Regions from separate parts of the Scleropages formosus genome. Here region 1 is linked to region 2. The links are chromatin contacts, called in public Hi-C maps. All regions are on one chromosome and are shown on one strand. The core of a region is the stretch at or near the end of the contact, and the rest is flanking DNA. Distances in the headings are between cores, read along the strand shown.

The links. A called contact is a pair of places that touch in the nucleus more often than the background predicts.
Region 1: a Hi-C map of muscle shows a contact between it and region 2, with 2.5 times the contacts expected there. The contact joins the promoter of LOC108918920 here to the promoter of col6a3 in region 2. A contact is called at or near these places in 2 of 2 Hi-C or Micro-C datasets (both in muscle).

The regions. Positions count from the first base shown.
Region 1 is chr24:11,561,949-11,566,975 of fSclFor1.1, reverse strand. LOC108918920 (COP9 signalosome complex subunit 8) reads left to right here and starts at 2,613. Exons shown (of 7, transcript XM_018726558.2): 1 at 2,613-3,007; 2 at 3,783-3,853. The coding sequence starts at 2,936.
Region 2 is chr24:11,406,626-11,412,144 of fSclFor1.1, reverse strand. col6a3 (collagen, type VI, alpha 3) reads right to left here and starts at 1,775. Exons shown (of 44, transcript XM_029248605.1): 1 at 1,539-1,775.

The DNA of each region.
Region 1 (5,027 bases), core at 1,364-3,863, 150 kb before region 2:
CATCCATCCATTACTGATATCTGCTAGTCCAGTGCTGGGTCATGGAGGTCTGCAGTCATTCCAGGAAGTGTAGGGTGTGAGACAGGTCACAATCTGGACAGAGACACTGATAATTTAGCTCATGGGTGTTTATTATATAAAGAAATAAAGTTCACCAGATCACTGCCCATGTGTTTCACTCTGCAAAACACACATACATTATGACTATAGAGGCCTTGTGTAGTGCTACTAATGAAAGTGTGATACTAGATGCTGAATGGTTTTATTGTAAGGGTATTCATGTTACTGAAAGTGTTTATATTATTCAGATTATTGAGTTAATAGATACTTGTTCATAACTTATTTCTGAAAGTTAATATTAAGGGCCAGAGGATAGTGTAATGGTTACAGCTTTGCACTGAAAGAACCTGGATTCATACGCCACCAAACCACCACCTTTGTTATGGAAGAAGTGAGAATGTGGTATTAAAAATAATGAAAATAGTCAGACTGACACTACTGATGGATTAAAAAAACCTGTTGGGTTTGAGACACTAAGTGTGTAACGGGGGGTGGCACGGTGGTGCAGTGGGTTGAACCAGATCCTGCTCTCCAGTGGGTCTGGGGTTCAAGTCTCACTTGGGGTGCCTTGTGATGGACTGGCATCCTGTCCTGGGTGTGTCCTCTGGCCCTATGCCCTGTGCTGCTGGGTTAGGCTCTGTCTCCCCATGACCCTGTGTGGGACAAGTTGTTCAGATGGTGTGTGTGTGTGTGTGTGTGTGTGTGTGTAATGGTACAGGGTGTTGTACAGAGAAAATTTCCATTGTGGCAGTAAAATGACCACTTAATGGGCAAAAATAATGTTTCACTGGACAACAAGGCCAAATGCAGTAATATTTTCAGAAGGGGGTGTTGTGGACTTTTGTTGGGTAGGACCCCACTGTGTGAAGGATAAGTGTGCTTGGTCACTGCTGCACCTGGATATATGCCATTGTCAGACTGCATTCATAGAGCTATTGGGGTGATTTGAATTTGTGCAGCCAACTGTGCCTGGAGCATAAAGGGAGTGATATACTATAACACTTGGGGTGTAATGGCACAGTGGGTTCAACCGGGTCCTGCTCACTGGTGGGTCTGGGGTTCAAGTCCCACTTGGGGTGCCTTGCGATGGACTGGCGTCCCAGCCTGGGTGTGTCCCCTCCCAGCCTCATGCCCTGTGCTGCCAGGATAGGCTCTGGCTCCTCATGACCCTGCATGGGACAAGCGGTTTCAGATGATGTGTGATGTATGCTATAACACTTCAAATATGACAAAAGAGAAGATTTATTTACATATACGACCCCGGGAATCACCGGTGATCAGTTTGAGGTGTAACGTCAGGATAATTTTAACAGTATTACCACCAGCATGTGCCCCATGCCCCCTTATCTCTCTTCATAGACACACCAGTTTCTAAACATATTTTACATTTATTTATGTAGCTGATGTTTTTCTCTAAAGTGACTTACAATGTTAAGACACTTATAATTGTTTACCCATTTTATACAGCTTGGTATTTTTTTTTATCCAAATTGAATTGTTCATGAGGAACAACAAGGACAAGAAGGACCTGGTATCATGGCATGCAACCCTGGACTAATTCCTGGCCTAAACACTCTCTTCTTACTATTCAATTAATTATGACCTTATTTTTTTACTGTAACGTTACCCAATGCGTTCATGCAATCTGACTTACAACCATAGCAAATGGGATTTAAATGATTTACGTATTTATCCGGCAGGGCATTCTCATAATTTATCTTTGTATGTATGTTACTCAGGGGCAGTACAACAGGACCAGGATTCAGGAACCTTTAAAATGCAAATCAGCTCTAACTACTACAACACCTCTGTTGCATCATATCATACGAGGATGACTTCTGAATTGTGGCATTATTAATGACACATAGAAGGACACAAATTGATGGAACTACAAAAGGTGACTTTCATGTTGGTTTAAAAATATTACACAAGTACCATGCGCCCTCTACTGGAGAGCACGATGAAGTGACTTTTCCACGACGTCGGAAAGCGCGAGACCGTAGTAAACATCCGGTTAAAAACATCCCTTCAAGTGTCTCTTATACATGTATTATGTTGGTAATAATTGCGTTTAGATTTCTATGTTAAGATTCTAAAACAGAATTATTTTCTACAGTATTCGCCAATGCGTAGTAAATTCTTAGAAATTTCTGCTCGGAACGTAGGTTTAATTGACCTACACAGCCTAAAATAGCCCAGTGTGTCAGCTATTGACAGACTCTGTCACAGAGGCATGTCATTGTCATTCTTTATTTTGAATGATTAATACAGCACGTAATATGTACCTGACAAGAATTTTAACATATCCGGACCGTTGGCATTGTCAGTAATAACCGTTTATCCCGAGGCGGGTCGCGGCGAGCAGGAGCCGACCGGCAACACAGGTGCAAGGCCGAAAGGAAAGGGACACACCTATCATTTTGGTAAAATGTGTAATTAATTTCCTGAATTAATTAGTAATGGTCGGTTTTGTACACATCAAGCCGAATTCGCGTGCTTTGTCTGAAAAGAAAAATCTGTATTTATTTCTTTTGTATTTTTAATTTCACTTATAAAGGCTCTCCTGAAGGCATGTAGAATAACATTAATACAGGAAGAACAAAGTCGTTCCGTGCTGAAGATGTGTGGTTTTAAAGACCGCAAACTAGTTCCATCGGAACGATACGGCTCTGTGCGCAACTCTCCCAGTGCGCATGCGTCACCTTCTGCGGTATTTTCCGCCTGAGCTCATCGCACAGCGCCCCCTGCTAGGCGCCTCGCTCTCCGCTTCTAAACTGCATTAATTACCACCTATTGGCCGGAACCTGTCTGGTCAGTTCCGGAAGAGGAAGTTGCGTCGTCTGATGACGTTCTTTTTTCGAATGAGCTACTCAAGATGCCAGCGGCAGTGATGACGAGTGAAAACTACAACAAACTGCTGGAACAGTGCGAGACACAGGAGCTGGAGGTAAACCGGCTGGAGGCTTCTGGGTTCCGTGGACCAGCATATATTTTAGTGGCCGCAGGGACCGGTCCGTCGGAGCCCGCAAGTTCCGTCGGCTCCGTGATCATCATGTCATGAGGAGCATGACTCGCTGTTCGCGCGTGTATTAGCTAGTCATTATTATCATGAGTTTAATGCTTTCAGCTGAGAAACAGGACTTTCCATGTCGCACGTCTTCGTCGAGAGTTACAGCTCAGTCGAGTTGCATGTGAGCCGGTGACAGGCTTCCAGCTCGCACTCACGAGTCAGTCACTGTGTGCAAACAACATGATCGCGAACATTCTTCTAGATTCATTTTCTCACACATGTCCTAAGTTAGTTGGTCTGTCACTCTCAGTCTGAAGTCGTAACCTGACTGCTAAGCTCCTCAGCTCGGTGACATATTATGATCATTGTGTTTTTCATATTGAGCAGCTGGTAGTTAGACCGACTGCCTAGTTTGACCCCCGCACAGGTTCGAGCTTCACCTCCAGCTGTAGTACCCTTGAGCAAGGTACTTACCCTGAATTCAGAATTGCTCCAGTAGAAATTACCCTGCAGCTGTATATAAAATGGATAAATAATTGTAACTTTGCTTTGGCTTTGCTTGGATAAAAGTGTCAGCTAAATGAATAAATGTAAATAAATGAGCTCCAAATGGCTAATTTTTAGTGCAAAGAAATGCAGAGTGGTGCCTAGTTTAGTAAGGCTTTAGCTAGGGAGCATGCACAGTCTGATGTGGTTTCCTCTGCACCACCAGGCTCCAGGAGGAGTTGCAACCCCCCAGGTTTATGGCCAGTTGTTGGCCCTCTACCTCCTGCACAATGACATGTAAGTTCCCACATCCCCTTTCTGTGTGTCACACTTGATTGGTCCAGCAGTTGTTGGTGTAGTGTTTAGCTGAAAAATGGATGCATCAGTGTGAATTTCTTCAGTATGGTACTATGTCACCTTGGACTAATGTATCAGTTAAGTAGAGGTTAATGAATGGTGGTGGTAATAATAATCTAAATGTACGAAGTCATTGCCAAGGGGAAAAAATGAAGCTACTCACTTATGTACCAAGAGTGCTTTTACTGGAACAGTTCAGGCTAAGTACCTTGATAAAGGGTACAGCAGTAGAAGCGGGAGTTCGAACCCAAGAAATTCAGCACGCAACGTGACACTAAGCACAATGCTGTCTGCTGTGTCCTTGTTGTGCTATTGTCCTTGTATGTACCATGAAAGCTGTTGGCACATTAAAATGTTGGACACTTGGTTTTGTTTCTCCACTTCATGAACAGGAATGTGTGAAACTAAGAGAAAACTGAAAAGAATAAAGTTGCTCTTCAATTCACGATTAGGACTGGTGTTTGTAACACAACTTTTTCATAAATGTAAAGTCCCTTTTACAGCTAAATCAGAAAGATCAGAATCCCAAAAGTTGAATGTGCGGCCTTTTTCTCCATTTACTCATTTATCAAACACTTTTCTCCAAAGCGACGCACATCTCATAGAAAAGCAATGTGTGGGTTTTCTCTGGGTGCTCTGGTTTCCTCCCACAGTGCAAAGCCATGCAGTTAAGGTGAACTGGTGTCTCTAAATTCCCCCAAATCTGTGAGTGGGTGAGTAATTGTGTGTGTGGCTATTCTGCAATGGACTGCAGGGTGTATCTCCCCTTCAGACTTGCACCCAGTGCTTTCAGGATTGGCTCTGGAACCCTCGCAAGCATCAGATACAGATGATAACTGAGAAAGCGACTTGAACTAAGGCACTCCCATACTCCTGTTCAATGCTTTTTTTTTTTAGTGCCAGCTAATGGCTGGAGGAGGAAATGTAGACTTTGCTGAGTAATAGACAATTTCAGAGAATAGATCAGTGAAGACAATGCAACTGGAACAATTTTTCCAGAATATTTGTATTAAAAAATGCATGACTCAAATGGTTGTAACACAAGGAGGCAAAATATTCAACAAGAATCTAGGTATAGTAAATTCTGTGTTCATAGCTAGTCCCCCTCATACTC
Region 2 (5,519 bases), core at 526-3,025:
TATAAATGATTGTAACAAGAAGCAGTGTATTGAAAGAATACTGCTTAAACTCTCCAACAGGGGCAGTACTGGGATCGGACAAAAGTCGTTTTTCCCCTCCTTTGGCCCTCTCCCAGTTTCTGCAACATGAGATTCTTCTGCATGCAGAGGTAACATATTTGAAACATGCTATTCAGAGTCACATCCATAATAACTGAACAAATGTTGAGAGGACAAAAATAAAGAAATCAATATGAGTTTTCATATTCTATTGTACTCACAACCCTGCTCTTTACATATTTCTGCACTTTCAGTAAATGTAATAATATGCAGCTTCTATATCATGCAAGTATATTTTCCGCTCCAGCGGAGTTTAGATCAGTCAAGCATAGTGCCATTTTTCTCTCTCACAAAAATTAACTTGAACTGCAAAAGCAAGCTACTCTGAAGGGAAAATACCAGCATCAAGACAATATGCTGCAAAAAGAAACCACTGTACTTGGTTACCCACATTACTTAGTTTTTTTTTTTTTGATTGTTATCTCTGATGGACATTTTGATTATACTGCATCATCATTTAACTTTTGCTCCAGTTGCATGTCTATATATGGAGGTCTTAGCACCAACAGCCAGAGTGCTCAATGCTGCCCTCATGTGAAATAATATGTAGCTGGAATTTTAACACCAGATGCTTACTTCATATATCCATTCACTGCATGGAACCAGTGGTAAGAAGAGCACAGCTACATATAATATAATCTGTGATTTCTACAGTTTGACAGATACAATTCACAGTGGTATTCAGCATAGAAAATTTTTAATGGGTCACCTTTGGATTGTGCAATTTAATCTGCATGAACTTGTTTGAGACAGAGACTGGAAACTCCCTTCCTGGGACCTCTACCTTCACACTTTTGGTTGCAGATATAATTCCTTCACCATTACTATACTACCTTCACTTGGCATTGGGGTACAGTACGAGGAGTATCACGTTTCTCTGATTCTCCAGCGTACTCCTGCGCATAGTCAATCTAGACTTCATGTGCAGGTTATAATTCTGGGTGGGGCACTGCTCTTGTATGCTTAATCAAGGTTATTCTCCTGAAATGTCATTTTAAATGTAAACTGCATTACACAGCAATGAAAACAACTGCAAAATGTCAACATTTTCTGGGAATAGTGTCTACAACAAAGGAAAATGTATAAGCAAATACATTAAATTATCCTGACGTGTTAACCTTGTCGAAGAAAAACTTTCTGAACATTTGTACTATACAACTTTTTTGGACTTGTTACACTTTATACACGCAAACAGGAGTACCATGAGGATAAAAATGCTGATGGAATTAATTGCTGAAAAGATAAAGGCACCTTCCTCCTTCTCTCCAAATCGACTCAAATCAACATGAAAAACGAGATTAAGACGGATAATAATGCAAATTTAAGAAACGTAAATTTTCAGACATATTTTGTCAGTTTTTTTTACAATATGAGTTTCTTTAACCCTCTAAAGTGAGAACTCCATTTAGACCTCAGAGGAAAAGAACAAGATCACTTACCCTGAGCTACACTGCTGTAGTCCGCAATTTAAAACTGCAATCTAACAGCGTTGTTGCTCTGTGATCATTGTCCTGCTGGTCGTTCCGTCTTCAGTAGGGCAACCCTCTTGGGGATAGTTGTGTAGCCAGGCAGTAGATGTGGCAGAAAGGATGAGACAGTGGAAAGGGACAAGAGACCCTCCTGTGTCTCTCCAGAACTGGTGCAAGACCAGGGTAGGCGCAGGACAAACTCTTGGTCTTCCAACAATCTCCTCCCTCTCTCTCCTCCCACTCTTGATCCTGCTGAAAGAAGAAAAAAAAGGAAGGAGCCGAAATGGAAACCAGTCGTGTTTGGTCTGGACCAAGCAAAGGATGATGTCACGAACTGGAGAGGCACCTTCCTCCTTCTCTCCAACATTACCCTCCCCAACATGCTTCCTGCTTTTTGTGTGCATTTTATTGGACCTACAGAGCAGCAGGGTCCAAGAGGACGCATTTCTGCAATTTTTACCACATGGTAAAGCCCAGAACTTTCTTTGTTCACTGTTCTAAAGAGTTGCAGCCATGGCAGGTCATGCAGCAGGAGCACTGCATATGGAGAGACACCACTGAAACCAGTGGAGCCAGCTGATTATCTACCCCTTATCAATAAAGTTTGTTTAAATTTCATTACTTTTTTAACTTATGCTTTTCTCTAAAGAAACTTAAAGTGTAAAGCTATTTTCAATTATCTATCCATTTATACAGCTGGATTTTTTTTTCTTAACTGGAGCAATTTTTTAGGGTAAGTACCTTGCTCAAAGATATTACAGCTGGAGGTAAGACTCAAACATTCAACCTTTGGGTTTAAAGGAAGCAGCTCCAACTACTATGCAACTAGCTGCCCCGGTTACAACCATAAGGAGACACGGGATTATAAATGTGAACTGTAAGCAAATCAAATCATTGTACAAGAAACAAATGTTTGTATAGTTAAATAAAAGCTACATAAAAACTTCTAACACTTCTCACGTTTTGTCTTGGTGCATAAAGCAGTAGCAGTCATCTTCATTTCTTTCGCAGTAGCCCTCTTCTGCTTCTTTGCAAGATAAACAAAATGCATGCAGGGTAAGCAACGAACATGCAGTTAACCACTGTTCTTACCAGTCTATCAAAGTCTCGTTTTTACTCTTTACTGTACATCGGAGAAAAGGTATCAGTGCTGAAAATTCTGGTTGGAATGTTCCAAGCATCAGCAGCTCTTGACTTCAGCTGAAATAGAATAAGGTAAAAAGACAGCCTCTGCCAGGCTGAATACCTGAACCTGTGGAAAACCATACAGGAGAGGGGCAGGATGTGCAATAGCAAAATATTATTTTATTTTTGAAGACAGAAGCTTTTCTTACATTGGTATTATATGGGGTGCCAAGTTGTGGTGTTACACAAAGCACTGAGGACAGCTCAGCTAAACATCCCAGCTACATATTTGGTTTCAGAATCTGGCTATCTAAACACCTGGTGATCAGTTTATGGCATACTACAAGCCACTAAAAATAACTGAAAGGTACTTTAAGAATAAAAATGATGAACATTAATTCGTGCTATAATTGTTCTTGCAAGCCAAAGACATGGGGCAGCTGGTAGCCTAGGGGTTAGTGATGGTGCCTTTGGACCCACAGGTTTGAATCTCACCTCTGGCTGTAGTACCCTTGAGCAAGGTGCTTACCCTGAATTGCTCTGGTTAAACTTACCCAACTGTACAAATGGGTAATTAATTGTAGGTAGATTAAGACTGTAAGTTGCTTTGGATGGAAGTGTCAGCTAAATGAATGAATGTGAATATTTATGAAGATGTCCTTTAAAAAATCAATCTCCATCACACACACACACACACACACACACACACTTTCTGAACCGCTTGTCCCATACGGGGTCGCACGGAACCAGAGCCTAACCCGGCAACTCAGGGCATAAGGCTGGAGGGGAAGGGGACACACCCAGGACAGGACGCCAGTCTGTCGCAAGGCACCCCAAGTGGGACTCGAACCCCAAACCCACCCAAGACCCAGTCCAACCCATTGCGCCACTGCGCCACCGCACCCCCCGATCTCCATCAGTTAAGTAAAATATCTGAAATTTTATCTCAACATAAAGCCTCTAACTGCCTTTACATGATTAATATGGAATTGCTACATAACAGCCATTGTGGACAATAGAACCACATTCACATTTACGGTACATAACCTTTCAATGACACTATTCATGACCCAGTACCATGACCAGCCGACAGGGGGCACTGTTACTATCACAGCAATCATGATAAGAGTCCTGGCCCTGCTGTTGAAAGCATATCTTCACTGTTAGCATCATGAAGTCTAAACAGTTTGAGGAATTGTAGGAGGGATGCTTGATGATACTTTTATAAACCTAAGCTAATATAAGAACAATCTGTATTACATTCACCCTAACTAGATGTTGACTGGCCCTAATTCATTCCTCAATGAATGTCAAAAAAACTGGACAATGGACAATGATATTAATTATTCCATTATTTTTCTTTGAGAAAGTTCAGTATGAAAAATCACCCTAAACAATGCCTAATATCAGGGATGTTTGAACACACACACACATTTTCAGAACCGCTCGTCCCTTACGGGGAACCGGAGCCTACCCGGCAACACAGGGCGTAAGGCCGGAGGGGGAAGGGAATGCACCCAGGACGGGACGCCAGTCCGTCACAAGGCACCCCAAGCGGGACTCAAACCCCAGACCCACCGGAGAGTAGGACTGCGGTCCAACCCACTGCGCCACCGCACCCCCCCCGGATGTTTGAACATATTTCGGTCAAGGCCCACTACCATTACTGTGAACTGGTTTGAAGGCCCCACATATATTCTTGTCTGAGACCACAGTATTAAATACATTAACTGTTGTATCAAGACATAATATTATCATAATTAACAAATTTATGTCATGTATGGAATAGTGGACATGTGGATATAGAATAGTTTTTAATGTCATCTACAGTATGTTTCAGGACTTTCAACATCATACACAGTCAGTCAGTAAAGTTCAGGTTTGTCGATCTTGCTTGAAATGACCTAAATGCATCAGAAACTATTTTTTAATTGATTTGGAAGCCCTGCAGGGGGTGCGGTGGCGCAGTGGGTTGGACCGCAGTCCTGCTGTCCGGTGGGTCTGGGGTTCGAATCCCACTTGGGGTGCCTTGCGACGGACTGGCGTCCTGTCCTGGGTGTGTCCCCTCCCCCTCCAGCCTTACGCCCTGTGTTGCCGGGTAGGCTCCGGTTCCCCGTGACCCCGTAAGGGACAAGCGGTTCTGAAAATGTGTGTGTGTGTGTGTGGAAGCCCTGCTTAACACTCAGCTTCATGTAAGTAAAAATATTAGTAACAGAAAAAAAAATACAATGCAAATATTATTAATGGAAATTTCATTGTTGAAGGGTCTACTACTAGAGTGCTGGCTTAATTTATATTTATTTCATTAAAATTATTGCCACTATTATTGTTATTATTACAAAAAGTTCAGTTTTTTTGTGTTTTTTTACCTGTTAGCATTTAAAGCCAGTACATTTGTATTATCTGACTAAATGTTCACTGTGAGGTCTTTGTTCATGTCACAAAATTTAAGTAAATAAATACATTTCTCATGTAAGGAAGCACTGATCTTTTATATAGCATCTGATATATACCTACCACTTGACTTTCCCAAATTTCCTCAGCAACACATTTTGTGCTGTGATTCACAGAAACCTGTAATGGAATGATGAGCTCAAAGCATCTGTTTCCAAGCAACAGTACCAAACCCTTTCCATTGACTATATCCCAGACTGCTCCTACAACCCTACAGTGCTCTATTTTTGGCATTTTTGTACATTGTCCCCTTTTATTTAAGAAAGTAACATGTACTCCATAAACAAGTTCTCCATAACCTCCATTAAATCTATATTATGTTCAGTTATGGGGGATTAGTTCATTTGTTATCATAGTAAAATTTCTTCTAGT